Linked DNA regions of Mus musculus: regions 2 and 3 are each linked to region 1. The links are chromatin contacts, called in public Hi-C and HiChIP or PLAC-seq maps. All regions are on one chromosome and are shown on one strand. The core of a region is the stretch at or near the end of the contact, and the rest is flanking DNA. Distances in the headings are between cores, read along the strand shown.

Region 1 (3,895 bases), core at 898-3,397:
AATCTAGCTGGCTGTGGTTGTGGAGGGCTGGAGAGGTGTAAGGAATTTCAATTTCCTTCACCAAATGGCAAGCTTGTGAAAAAGTCCTTTCTCTCTAACATTATCACATACTAAAGAGGAAAAGCCAGCCACTGAGCTTTCAAGAAGAGGGAACTAGGTGGGCTGCCTAGCTCACAGAGAGAGGAAGATTCAGAATTGAGACTTCTGAAAAAATCTCACAGCACATTCTGTGTCAAGACAATGCTGGCTTGGAGTTCATCTGTTTCAAACAAAATGAGAGAATAGAGAAAAGCACCCCCCCACACACACACACCCATATAATAACTACAATTGTATGCTTCAAATCCACTTGAAAGCTGAATCCCAAATCCACTTGTGTCAGTGAACAGAAGTTGGACAATACTTTTTTCTTTTTCTCTTTCTTCCTTTCTTTCTTCCTTTCTTTCTTCCTTTCTTTCTTAGATTTTTTAAAATTACCATACAAGTACTAAAAACCATTATGCATTTCTAAACAGGGTAATTTTAAAACCCCTTATCTCAAAATATGTTCTTTGAGATAACTGCATAGCTCAGAAACAACAGCAATAACAGATAAGAGAACAGGAGAAGGTGCTAAAGTGGAGAGAGTTGAAAGACACAGTAACACTCCTGGTTTAGGGCTGGCAGATCACAATCTGGCATAATCAGGGTGGCCAGGCCAGGGAGTTTAGAGGCTTGGAAGTAAGCTATTCCTGGCCAGGCCACCAAGTAGTTGTGTCCATAGAATCTTTCTGAATCTCTTCCACATTAAAAGAGAAAACAGTTGTTTTCCGAGATTCTTTTCTTCTATAGCACCCCACCCCCCATCAAGCCCCTCTCCCAATGGCCACTACACAGGGGCCTTCCAACGGCCCGCCAAGAAGACCTGGCCACTCAGGCTAGGATAGACATGAAACTGGCCTAAGAATTACATGCTGTGTTTTACAATCTCAAAACATTACTCAGCAATCCTGTACCACTGCTATCCCAGAAGCAATCCTGCTAACACAACCTGATGGAGTCGATGGAAGGGGGGAAATGGTCTTTTGCATCTGTACAGCTAAGGCTAAGGTCAAGTTAACTTGGTCTAGACCTGGCTAAGCCTTTCCTTGATAAAAAGAACCCGCCCTACGAGGGCGTGAGATGATGTCTCTGGATGGATTAAACAGCAGAAAACCAGATACCAGCTAGTTTCTTTCTTTCTATTTTTTTTCTCGCTCTCGTTTAAACTTACTGTTGCTCTCATAAAAAGCATCAGGTTCCAAAATGGTACAAGCGGAAGAAGACATAAGGCACTTCTCAGCTCCCAAGGGGAATTACCACTCCCCCCCCCCCCCCCATTCCCTGTTTCTTTTCCTTTTAAGTGGTCTGGGGCCTGCCAGGCAGCGCCATGTCCAGGCCGGGACCCGCGCCGAGGGGAACTTTCCTCCGCTGCGCCCGAGACAATGCGGCGGCCAATGCCCGCGCCTCCCCGCCGCGCAGGGAGAGAGCGCCCCTGGAGAACCGGGAAAAGTGCCGAGGAGAAGGAAAGCGCCCCCAAGGGCCGGGAGAGCACCCCAGAGGAGAAGGAGAGAGTCCCAATGGGAGGGGAGAGTGCCCGGGAGGACAGAGAAAGCGCCCCAGCGGACTCCGGGAGCGCCCCGGCGTCTGCCCGGGCCTCCTCCCGGAGCGGGGAGCCTTGCGCCCCGGGCGCACACCCCCAACCCGGGTCTCCTCCGCGGAGCAGGGGAACGTGCGCTCCGGCGCTGCGGCTGCGGAATCCCCGGGCCGCCCGGCCAACCCCTGCAGAGCCGGCCGCGCGCCCCGCACGCCCCCGGCTGGTGCTCTGCGGACGGACGGGGACACCCGGAGCCCACAGGGGGTGTGCGGGTGGCCGTGCAGCGCCCCACCGCGCCTGTTCCCGCCGCCCCGCCGCCTCGCCACTCACCGGGACCGGGCGGGCCGCTGGGCATTATTCCATCGCGGGCGCGGCGAGGCCGGGCGAGGCGCGGGAGCCGAGCGCGGCGCAGGAAGGGGCGGGCGACCATGTGCCGAGGAGGGGGGAGGAGGAGGCCGGCGACGCGGAGCCGCTCTCTCGAGCCCGCTCGGCGGCGGCGGCGGTGGCGGCGGCGGGAGCGGGCTGCAGGAAATCCAAACACTTCGGCAGGAAATCGGAATCCTGACTAAGCACTCCCGGCCCGCGGCTGCCCCGCTCCGGGGGCTCCCGCCGCGTTTAACCCTTGGCCCGCCGGGCACACTTCAGGGCACAGGAGTATAGGGCAGTGTAGGAGATTCATGGGGTGGGCCTCCTTCTTGGCCACAGAAGGCAGAGGTGGGGCTTATCAGCAGAGAACCTTGGCCTTGAAGTGGGGCTTGCTAAAGCTGGGACACCAAAAGACTGTGGCCTCTCTCCCATCCTGCACTGTCTTCTCCTAGGCTACTTTCTCCTGTTCCTTTCCGTGGATTTCTATCTTCTTACCCAGTGCCTGGAGGCAAAACCTTTTGGATAGCACAGAGATGATCTGGCTAGCATTCGAGCATTCCAGGCTCTGAACCCTGGTTGGAAAATGGCCTTTTTCTCTTTCCTGCAAGTGATACTTCCTTGAGGCTTAGTTTCCCAATCAAGAAAGGAGTGTTCGTAGACTTAATTTGAAAACAAGATGCTTAGACTGGCATGTTGGAGACATCAATGATATCTGTGCTTGGGTATTACTGCACACTAGAGATGTCAGAGAAGGGAGGCTTCTAACTTGTGGGCTGTGTGTTCTGCATGTCTGTGTGGACCTAGCTCGGGGGCAGGTCTGGCCCAAGGGTGTCAGTTTCTCCCTAATTACTGGTGATTATTTTTCTTTGAGTCTTCCAGAAACTGCTGTCTGAAGAAGAAAAGATCAGCCACTGCGTAGTAGAGACCCCTTTCTGGTAAAATTAGAAACTCACCAGGCCTCACAAGATTGGAGATTTTGTTCTTAACCTGAGGGTGGGAGACTTGGGGGGAGGGCGCGTTAATAAGCCTTGAGCTGCTCCAGGGGGGTTAGGAGAACTAGCCAGGGAGTCTGGGCTGCCATGGGGAGTGATTCATTGTGGTTTCCCGAGGAAATGCCACACTTTACCTGTAGGCTGCAGTTTGGTGGTTTTACTTGAGTGTTTGAGATTCCTCTGACTCTCAAGACATAGAGGAAGGACCGCGTGTGGGCAAGTGAGAACTGAAATGACCATGCTGGGAACTGAAACTTGGGTACCAGCTCTATCTCCCAAGGACAAACAGACCTGTGCTTGGCACCCAAAGGCATGTCTCTTCTTCAACACTTTCTGTAGTTACAGGTCACAGGTAAAGCTCCAAGCTGGGCCCCAAGAACCTGGAATGCCTGCCCCTCATAGCCACCATCCTATTGGAAAGAACCTCTACCCAACTGAGGTCGGCAGATAAATCACAGAGCAGAAGTCGGGCCCTCACAGTTCACCGTTTGATCCACTGTGTCTGACACCCCCACATCCTCACCACCCGCACCTCTCCCAACATCCTGCCCCTGGTCCTGTTGCTGCATAGCTCCTGTCTCTATTGTATCTTTCCGGATGCTTGCTTAACATTTCCCCATGGCTAAGCTGCATCACAGCAGAATTCTTGACTGTCTCTTGTGTTCCCACTCTCAGTGCCAAGAACCATACGAGCACATGGGAGCCCCTCAGTCAGCACATGTTGGATATAAGGGGCAAAGACTAGAAATCCAAATCTGTCATCCAAGCATGCCAATTCACTCTCTCCCTCAGCTCCCTGAATCCTTTACTCAGAGACTTGATGTGAAGTGTTCAGTGTAATGGAAGAAGCTCCAGTGGGCTCTGCTAATGGTCCTGGGAAATGAACGCTGTGAACAATTAGGACTGTCAGTTGACATAACTG
Region 2 (3,895 bases), core at 831-3,330, 120 kb before region 1:
ACACGACTTATAAATTCTATCATAAAATCTGATTTTCTTTAATTTAAAAGAAAACAAAAGTCTGAAAGCTTCCTTTAGGAGGGCCACTGGACACTTGTCAAAGGACACAGTCTATTATTTTCTGCCCCCGAAAAACTGGCATTAAGTTTTCTTAGTAACACTATACCCCCCTACCCCCACCCTGCTTCCTATACACTTGAGCTTTACACAAATCAGTGTGTCACATGGTGCCAGCATTTGTAGATTATAGTTTACTTGAGAATATATCATAAAGGTTTGGGTTGAGAGACCAACTTGGGCCAGGGATAGCATCGCTTTGATATTAAGAGATGATATTGATTTCCCATTAAGTTTTTGCTTAGGCTTAGTACAGGCTGCTGCCGGGAAGACAGCATTCTCGGGGGGTGGGTGGGGGTGGGGGATGCCCAGGGTAGACTGTCAGAAGTGTCTGCCTGCAGGAGGAAGGAACTTCAGACCTGGGAAAGGAAGCAAGGCCTCTTTTCTTACACACTACACAGCAGAGTGCCAGCTGGGTCTGAGGGAGGCGGTCTGGATGACGGGGTGGGTGAGTGAGGTGGTCTGGAAGATGGGTGGGGGATGGAGTCAGAAGTTGCTGCTGAGGCTGACATTCCCATGTTTTACCCTATGTTCAAATTTCCACAGTGGCTGTTTTAAAACAAATTTTAAGTTAGTTTTCCTCCTATACTTTACTTAGATATACAATAACGGGTTTATTGTGGTATTTACAAGTGCGTGCACTTGTGCATATGTGTATATGTGTGTGCATATGTCTCTTTAATTGTTCTGATTCATCCCCCTCTCTGACAGCTTTCCACTCTGCCCCACCCAACTCCAGCTGTTTCCTTTGCTTCCCTCAGGCCTCCCTTCTGATTTCATGTCGCATGTATGCCATTACACTCTCTTTCCCCTTCCCTTATGATCTTTCTCCCTTCTCATGGTTCTCTTTTATGCTTTATGATCCATAAATACACACACACACACAATTTAAAGTCTATATTCAATAATCACTTTATATAACTAGATAAATATACCTACACATATTGACATTTTAGAATATCCAGCATAGAAGGCCATGCATGCTGTAATCTCAGCAGCTGGGAGGCTGAAGCAGGAGGATTGTGAGTTCTAGGTAAGCCTGGACAATATCAAGTATAGTGTATTTATTTAATGTCGTCAGCACTTGGAAGACTGAGGCAGGTAATCACCATGAGTTTCAAGGCCAGCCTGGTATATAAAGTTAGTTCCAGGCCAGGGACACATAGTGAAACCCTGTCTCAGAAGGGGGCTGTTGTGATGGCTCAGCAGGCAGTCACTTGCCAACAAGCCTGAAGATTTGGCTCAACCCTGTGATCCACATGGTAGAAAAAAAGAGCTCACTTTAACAAGTTACCATGAGTGGTTGCATCTACTCTCACATACATACATACACACACACACATACAGGAACCAAATGTAATAAGAATGTTTAAATGAGAGAAAAGCAGGGACAGAGTGATGCAGAGATAGGAGAGAGGGACATGAGAGTAAATCTCCCCTTCCCCAAAGAAAATCTATATTGACATTGTATACGCTTCTGATTAATTTTTTAATGCATATGAAGTTCCCATTTGTTAAGCCATTATTTATAAAAGACAAAATAAGTGGCGGAAGATACCTAGAGGCCTGCCTGCCCCGTGGCTCCCGCTTCGAGTAGGCCCACAATACTTACAATGTGCAAGTATGTGGTGGAGAGAGGGGAGAGAGAGAAAAGCTAAGTGGTTTGAGCCCTGTGGAGAGAAGGGGAACTGGAGACGCAAGGGTGGAGAGGAGCAGCCTGATGGGAGTGGCCTGCCCTACCACTGCGGCTGGTCCAGATCCAGGGCTTTGAGTTCGCTCACATCAACATCTACCCTATCTATGAACCACCAGAACACGTGAAGGGGCCAGTCCTGCAGGACCAAAGCTGCAGGATCTCCATGGCACAGGACAACAATAGGATATCCAAGGGAAGTCCTGGTGAGGATCCAGAACTGATAGTGTAGCAGAAGCCAGAGGCCTCCAACCAGACCACTGACTCAGTGCAATGAACACTTACAAGTATCTGCTATGTGTGAACAAAGGGTATATTGTGGGACCTCCTGACATACTGCAGTTTCCACAAGGAGATATCTTTTGCTTGTTTGCTTTTTATTTTATTTTTTTATATTTTATTTTAGAGAGGAGGTCAGAAGGGTAGAGGGCAGACACGAAGGGACAGGGAGACAAAGAATAGGATTGGGGTGCATGGTGTGAAATCATTACAGGTTTCTCATTATTTGAGAAAGCAATCCTCTTATGTGAAGGGAACATAAGACAAACTCAATGATTAAAATCTGTTTTAGTGTAAGTCAAAACACCTCCAGCTAACAGCAAACCATTGAAGCAATGGCAATCTAAATTCAAGCCACAAGGATACAGACTATACTTCCTCCAAAGAGGAGGTCCGAGTCAGTATTGAACTTCACTGGGGTGGGTGGGGGCACACATTCGCTTTTCTCACTAAATTCTAAATGGACACTGCTACCCAGTGCAAAGAAGCCAAGAGGTGTGCCTAAAGGGGGTGGCTGTTACTGCTGCAGGGGCCCTCCTGCCTGATACCAAAAGCACCTTTAAAAAGAGCAAGAACATGACTCGAACCCATACTATATTCCACTCAATACACCTAAGCAGAACACAGCAATACTCAAGGAAAGTTGTGGGTTGACATTTTGGTTTAAAAAGGAACACTGCAACCCACACCTACGCCTCAGGGACGACGCCTCTCTTCCTTTGACAGCCAATGTCCTCTTTGTTAGAGATGTTTCTAGCACTAAAACACGCAGGTTACCCTAAACACCATGTTAAAGTGTTTTGACCTAAGTGTCCTGAAGACAAGTCCAAGAGGTCTCCTGCAGATAAGCATTAGGGAGCTGAAGGGTAAATAAGTAGGGTCTTGAAAGAGGCTACATCTTACACCTGTCACTTTTAAAAGACAGTTCTTACGTTCATGAATCTAAGAGACTACCACACAAAACACCTGGCACTTGTAAAGGCCATCAAAATCAGATCGGCGGTGGCAATTTGCTCCTACCTCAGTTTAGTTCCTTCAAAAAACAAGCTACACCTGAGATGAAGCTGACATCTACAGGCCAGGAGCATCTGAGCCTCTGCCGCTTGTCTAGGGAGGGAGTTTTCCCGCAACCATAAAGCTTGCTATTCTAACTATCCTTCTGGACAAATGTTATCAGATCATGTAGGGCAGCATAAACCTAATCAGAGTTAGAATGAAATTAAGTGGTGTGGATTTCTTAATTTCCAGTACTTGTGTGGACACCAAGTCACACAAGTGACTATTGTTAGCTTTCCTCCATGTTGTGAAATGACATCTACCAAGGAAGAAAGATCTATTTTTACATGATCAATGCCAGAAAATGCTTCCTCTTTGGCCAGGAGTCTCTTCCCTACGGTGCTCTACTTGAGGGACAAGGGACATTCGTGCCTTTTCTGCTGTTCTCCTGAACCCACAGCAGGACTCTAGTGCCCAACCCTCCCTCCCTTGGGGAGTATGCTACTCTCCTTTAGTTCTCTTCCTCAGCACAAGTGGGTTTCAGTCTCCGAGCTCAGGACTAGGCCTGTCACCTGCAGAACAAGCTCAATGTGTAAAGTGGATAGTCGGCATGGCCTCTATTTGTCCTCTTTTTGATGTATTTCACAATTTAGCCCACAACCCAAGCAGAGATTGGTTTCCTCCAAGCACCAACAAATGCACCATCCCTTCCTCATGGCGCATTTTTAGTGAAAAAAAAAATCACAATAAAAACAAACATTCTAGCTCAGGGCCATTTTCACAGTTTCAATTTTTACCTCTGAAGTAATG
Region 3 (3,895 bases), core at 477-2,976, 130 kb after region 1:
TTTGTGTCTTCTCACACTTTCCTTTGGTTTAGCTTAGGCATTGTCAATTATGTTTATTTTCTCAAAGCAACCTCTCTTTGTTTCATTTATTCTTGGTTTACTGTTCTTTTCACTTCTGTCTCATTAGTTTCTTCCCTGATCCTTATCATTTATTTCCACTTAGTGAGTGGGTTTAGCTTATTCTTGTTATTCTAAGAGCCTATGATAAGTGCATCATTAAACTATATCAGACAACTTAAAGTATTTATAGTCATAAACTTCCCACTTAAAATGGATTTCCTTGTAAGTTAGAGGTTTTAATAAGTTTTTTTCATTTCATTTGATTCTAGAAACTTAAAAAAAATTTTCCCTAGATTTATTCATTGATCCACACATCTGGCAAAAGTATATTTTTCAGTCTCCATGAGTTTTTATTTCTTTTTTTCCAGCATAATATTTTTATTGATTCTTTGGGAATTTTACACCATGTACCTTGATAACACACATTTTCCAGTCCTTCTGTGTCTGACTCCTGACCCCTGTGACCACCTCCCATGAACACTAAAATAGAAAAGGAAAAAAAAAAAACCTCAAGTGCAAATTGTGTTATCTATATATTTACCAGAGCATGGTCAAACTCTCAGTGGCCTGCTCCTTAAATAGAAGCAGTGTCTCTTACTTCTACTTGGTAGATCAACTTCCAACTTTTGACTCTTAGTCTGTGAGTATCTTTGCCCATGTGGTGTGTTTCATTGAGACAAGAGATAATTGGATCTTGCCTTTTAATCTAGCCAGTTAGTCTGTGGGTTTTTATTGGAGAGTTGAGGTTATTTACATTTAAGTTATTATTGATTGGTACTTGCCAATTACTATAATTTATTTTAGTTATATTTTGGTTATTTGTTTATTCTTTTCTATTTACCTTATTAGAATCAGAGATTTTTCTGGTTTACTGTATTGGGCATGGTTGACTCCTGCAAGCTTTCCTTTGTTCAACTATCCTCCCATGAGATTTTTCTTCTGTGTGCTGTTATGACTGAGATAGTCTTTCTCTTCTGTGCATAGTATTATTTTAAGTATCTTCTGCAGTATTGGCACAGCAGTCACATACTGTGTTAGTTTGTGTTTGTCACATAGTGACCTTATTTCTCAATTAATTTTGAAAGATAAAATTTTACATATAGAAATATTGATTGTTAGTTACTTAGTTTCAGGGGTTGAGATATATCATTCCATGTTTCTTGGTTTTTAGGTTTGCAGACAAGAGGCCTGATATATTTTGATGTGTTGCTTTTGTTAGTGAGTTAGTTGCTCTTTTTCTCTTACAGCTTTTAATATTATAACTTTGGTTTATGTTTTTGGTATATTGACTTCAAAAGATCAAATATTCTTCAGCTTATTGGAGGATCCACATGTGCTTGCGAGAACTTTAGACTTTTCAACTCCACAGTGTGAAAGACAGGTAGATGGCTGCAGAGGTTCATTCACCTACTGAGCTCAGGCTCTGGGCTGTCAAATTCCAATGTTGTTCTCAGTTAGAGAGGGAGGGCTACTTTTTTCTGTAATAGGACTCACTTCCTGAGCCCAACTCCCTGATGCTTGTATCTTCTCAGCTTGAAAAGGGTAGGGAAGGGAGAGGCAAGGTACAAGAGGCTGCTGTCCATGACTGCCTCCAAGGAGTCCCTCTTGGTGCTATGGCAAGTTAGACTCAAGCTTCCTGATTTATGATTGTTCCTGTCCTCAAGTGCTCTGGGTAGTGTATTTTTACACAGCAGGGTTGAAGATAGTGCACAGCTACCAAGTTGTACTGAGTGACAAAATGGAATTTTTGTGCCCTTGTGGTGACCTGTCTGTTAGAGGAATCACTGTCCCACTAAAGCCTGTAAGGAATTTGAAGCTTGAGAGGGTTGTGGGTTTTCCCCAAGGGAAGGACTGCTAATCTGTTTCCATCAGGGCCTGGAATGGGGTTTTTGCTTTTCTTCCGAAAGCCAGGAGCTGAGTTGTTGGAGCTCAGTTCAGCCTGGGCCACCTCCTGTTGATTTCGTTATCTTGTGTCCAACACTCTGCATCTGTTCTAGCACACTCTTGGTGGATTTCTGAAAGGTCTTCTCTTTCTGAGTCTTCAACATGTCTACTTTTCTGATTCAGAATCTTTACCGTGTCACACGGAGGCAACTAGAACTCTACCATCTTACCCAGATCTGCATTTTATCAAGATCCCAGGTGACTGGTGTGCACAAGTGAAAAATGCCAGAGCTCAAACTCTCTTAGGGCTGTTGATAAAATTATAAACACTAGAATGAGCTTGAGAATCAGCTGTCTTGCAGCATGTGGATCTGGCCACTCAGGGATGGTATCCCCCAGGGATAACAAAGAACTGCTGCATGTGGACAATTACTGAATTCAGGTCAGATTATTTACAGCTGACAAGTGCCCATTCTGTATCAGGAAGTCGAACACTTACAAAGTAAATATAATTCAGTCCTTTTCCTCTAGAAGTTGACAGGCACAGAAGTCAACAGTGTCGGGATACTGACATAAGTGCCATGACAAATGATGGGTAGCCTGAAGGGGCACTGGTCTTAAATGCCAGCCCTGGAGTGGTATAGTCTTGGGCAAGTAAAAAATTTTGTGCTTGGTAAATGAGATTGCACTGCCTGGTATTCAGGGCCGCTTGCAGACAAGTGAATGAGTGTATGCACATTTCTGGTGATGCCGTAGTGGGGTTAGAGAAGGACTGAGATGGAGAACACTATAGTGCTTTCTGATTGGATACTCAGACTCATGCATTTCTTTATAATTGCTTTAGGCAGGCAGACAAGGGGAAAGTCGATATGGCCAGAATTAGACAGAAACCTCTTGGCAGCAGTGGCAGCTGAAGTTGGAATTAAATGGAACTATTAAAGAATTTGAACCTAGAGGTCTGGGGCGAGCAGAAGATACAAAATCCTTTGTAAACCAACCTCTGTGCTTGGACTTTGTAATAAGAGAGAGATGATCTGTCAGTGTTAATTTGGATCAATGAGACTAGAATCCCAACTCTTTCTGACTTTGGTTTTGGGGTGGTCTGTAACCCTGTTGGGGAGGTGTCTGGAATGTGTGGAGCAGTTCCTTTCAATGATGGGTGGTGGGTGCTAGACCACCCAGGGGTTTCTCTGAAAAGCAGTCAAGGAGAAATGAGCAGGAGCAAGCAGGGTCACTGCTGACAGACCCTGATTCTAGAATCTTCCTTGGAGGGTGCTCAGGTTTGAAAGGAGTGGGGGATGTAGCATGGGGTGGGGGGGATGTCCATACACTTCCTCCATGCCTTTGTTTTTCTTTGTTGTAATCCCTTGGGAACAACTGCTTACTAGAAAGAAAAATCGAGTAACACCTGATTAGAAAGGACTGCCTCCAAATGGTAAGGCACGGATTACACTTTTGAGTTAATTTTTCAGTTTGTACACAGTCTAACTTGGGACCAGCCATGACTGCATTTAATGGTGCCGTTTCCATCTTCTGACTTATTACCTCCCCCTCTCCTGTCTTCTCTTTCTGCTGTCATTTTTTCTCTCCTTTTTACTTGAGGAGGTTTTTTTTTCTCCACCTTTTATGGTTTTAAGGTGGAAGAGCTACAAAAAGAGGCAAACTATATATAACTGAAGGGAGAGAAGGAGAGAGGCAAGGAGGGATAAGACGGGAAATACACACTTATAGGAGCTCCCTCTCACCTTACTGTCTTGAGATATTTTATGCTGAAAATATGTTCCGTTTCCTATTGAGTTACCCAAGATCCCCCAGGAAACAAGGAGCGGAACTATATATCTGCAAGAAGCAGAAGGAGCACACTTCCTGCTTCAGATTATGGTCCTTCATTAGGTGATTGACCAAACTGCAATCATATTGTACTACTATGCAGCTACTTCTATAAAGAATG

What was found. A called contact is a pair of places that touch in the nucleus more often than the background predicts. HiChIP or PLAC-seq counts read pairs in DNA pulled down with a chosen protein or histone mark.
Region 2: a contact with region 1 is called in an HNF4G HiChIP or PLAC-seq map of pancreatic cancer cells. The contact joins the enhancer-like site here to the promoter of Asap1 in region 1. A contact is called at or near these places in 2 of 39 promoter capture datasets (liver and macrophages), 3 of 484 Hi-C or Micro-C datasets (the N1E-115 cell line, nephron progenitors and uterus), 2 of 115 datasets of contacts at active chromatin or transcription factors (microglia and pancreatic cancer cells) and 1 of 9 other capture datasets (adipose tissue).
Region 3: a Hi-C map of the C2C12 cell line shows a contact between it and region 1, with 3 times the contacts expected there. The contact joins the enhancer-like site here to the promoter of Asap1 in region 1. A contact is called at or near these places in 5 of 39 promoter capture datasets (the 3T3-L1 cell line, hippocampal neurons, liver and 1 more), 18 of 484 Hi-C or Micro-C datasets (the 3T3-L1 cell line, the C2C12 cell line, the C3H10T1/2 cell line and 12 more), 4 of 115 datasets of contacts at active chromatin or transcription factors (the NIH/3T3 cell line, embryonic fibroblasts, pancreatic cancer cells and 1 more) and 1 of 9 other capture datasets (adipose tissue).

What each region holds. Positions count from the first base shown.
Region 1 is chr15:64,380,772-64,384,666 of GRCm38.p6, forward strand. It overlaps Asap1 (ArfGAP with SH3 domain, ankyrin repeat and PH domain1), which reads right to left and starts at 2,148. Exons shown (of 31, transcript NM_010026.3): 1 at 1,946-2,148.
Region 2 is chr15:64,258,366-64,262,260 of GRCm38.p6, forward strand. The region is part of intron 3 of Asap1 (ArfGAP with SH3 domain, ankyrin repeat and PH domain1); the gene reads right to left. Among named protein-coding and RNA genes, the nearest start is that of 1700010G06Rik, 54 kb to the right of the region's middle. Within about 2 kb of position 2,081, at least 38 of the 459 cell types and tissues checked have an H3K27ac peak or open chromatin away from gene starts, as enhancers often do. A contact at or near this core is called in adipose tissue, macrophages and pancreatic cancer cells, where this site is marked.
Region 3 is chr15:64,509,020-64,512,914 of GRCm38.p6, forward strand. No RefSeq gene overlaps it. Among named protein-coding and RNA genes, the nearest start is that of Gm46509, 7.4 kb to the left of the region's middle. Within about 2 kb of position 1,727, at least 17 of the 459 cell types and tissues checked have an H3K27ac peak or open chromatin away from gene starts, as enhancers often do. A contact at or near this core is called in the C2C12 cell line, the C3H10T1/2 cell line and the N1E-115 cell line, where this site is marked.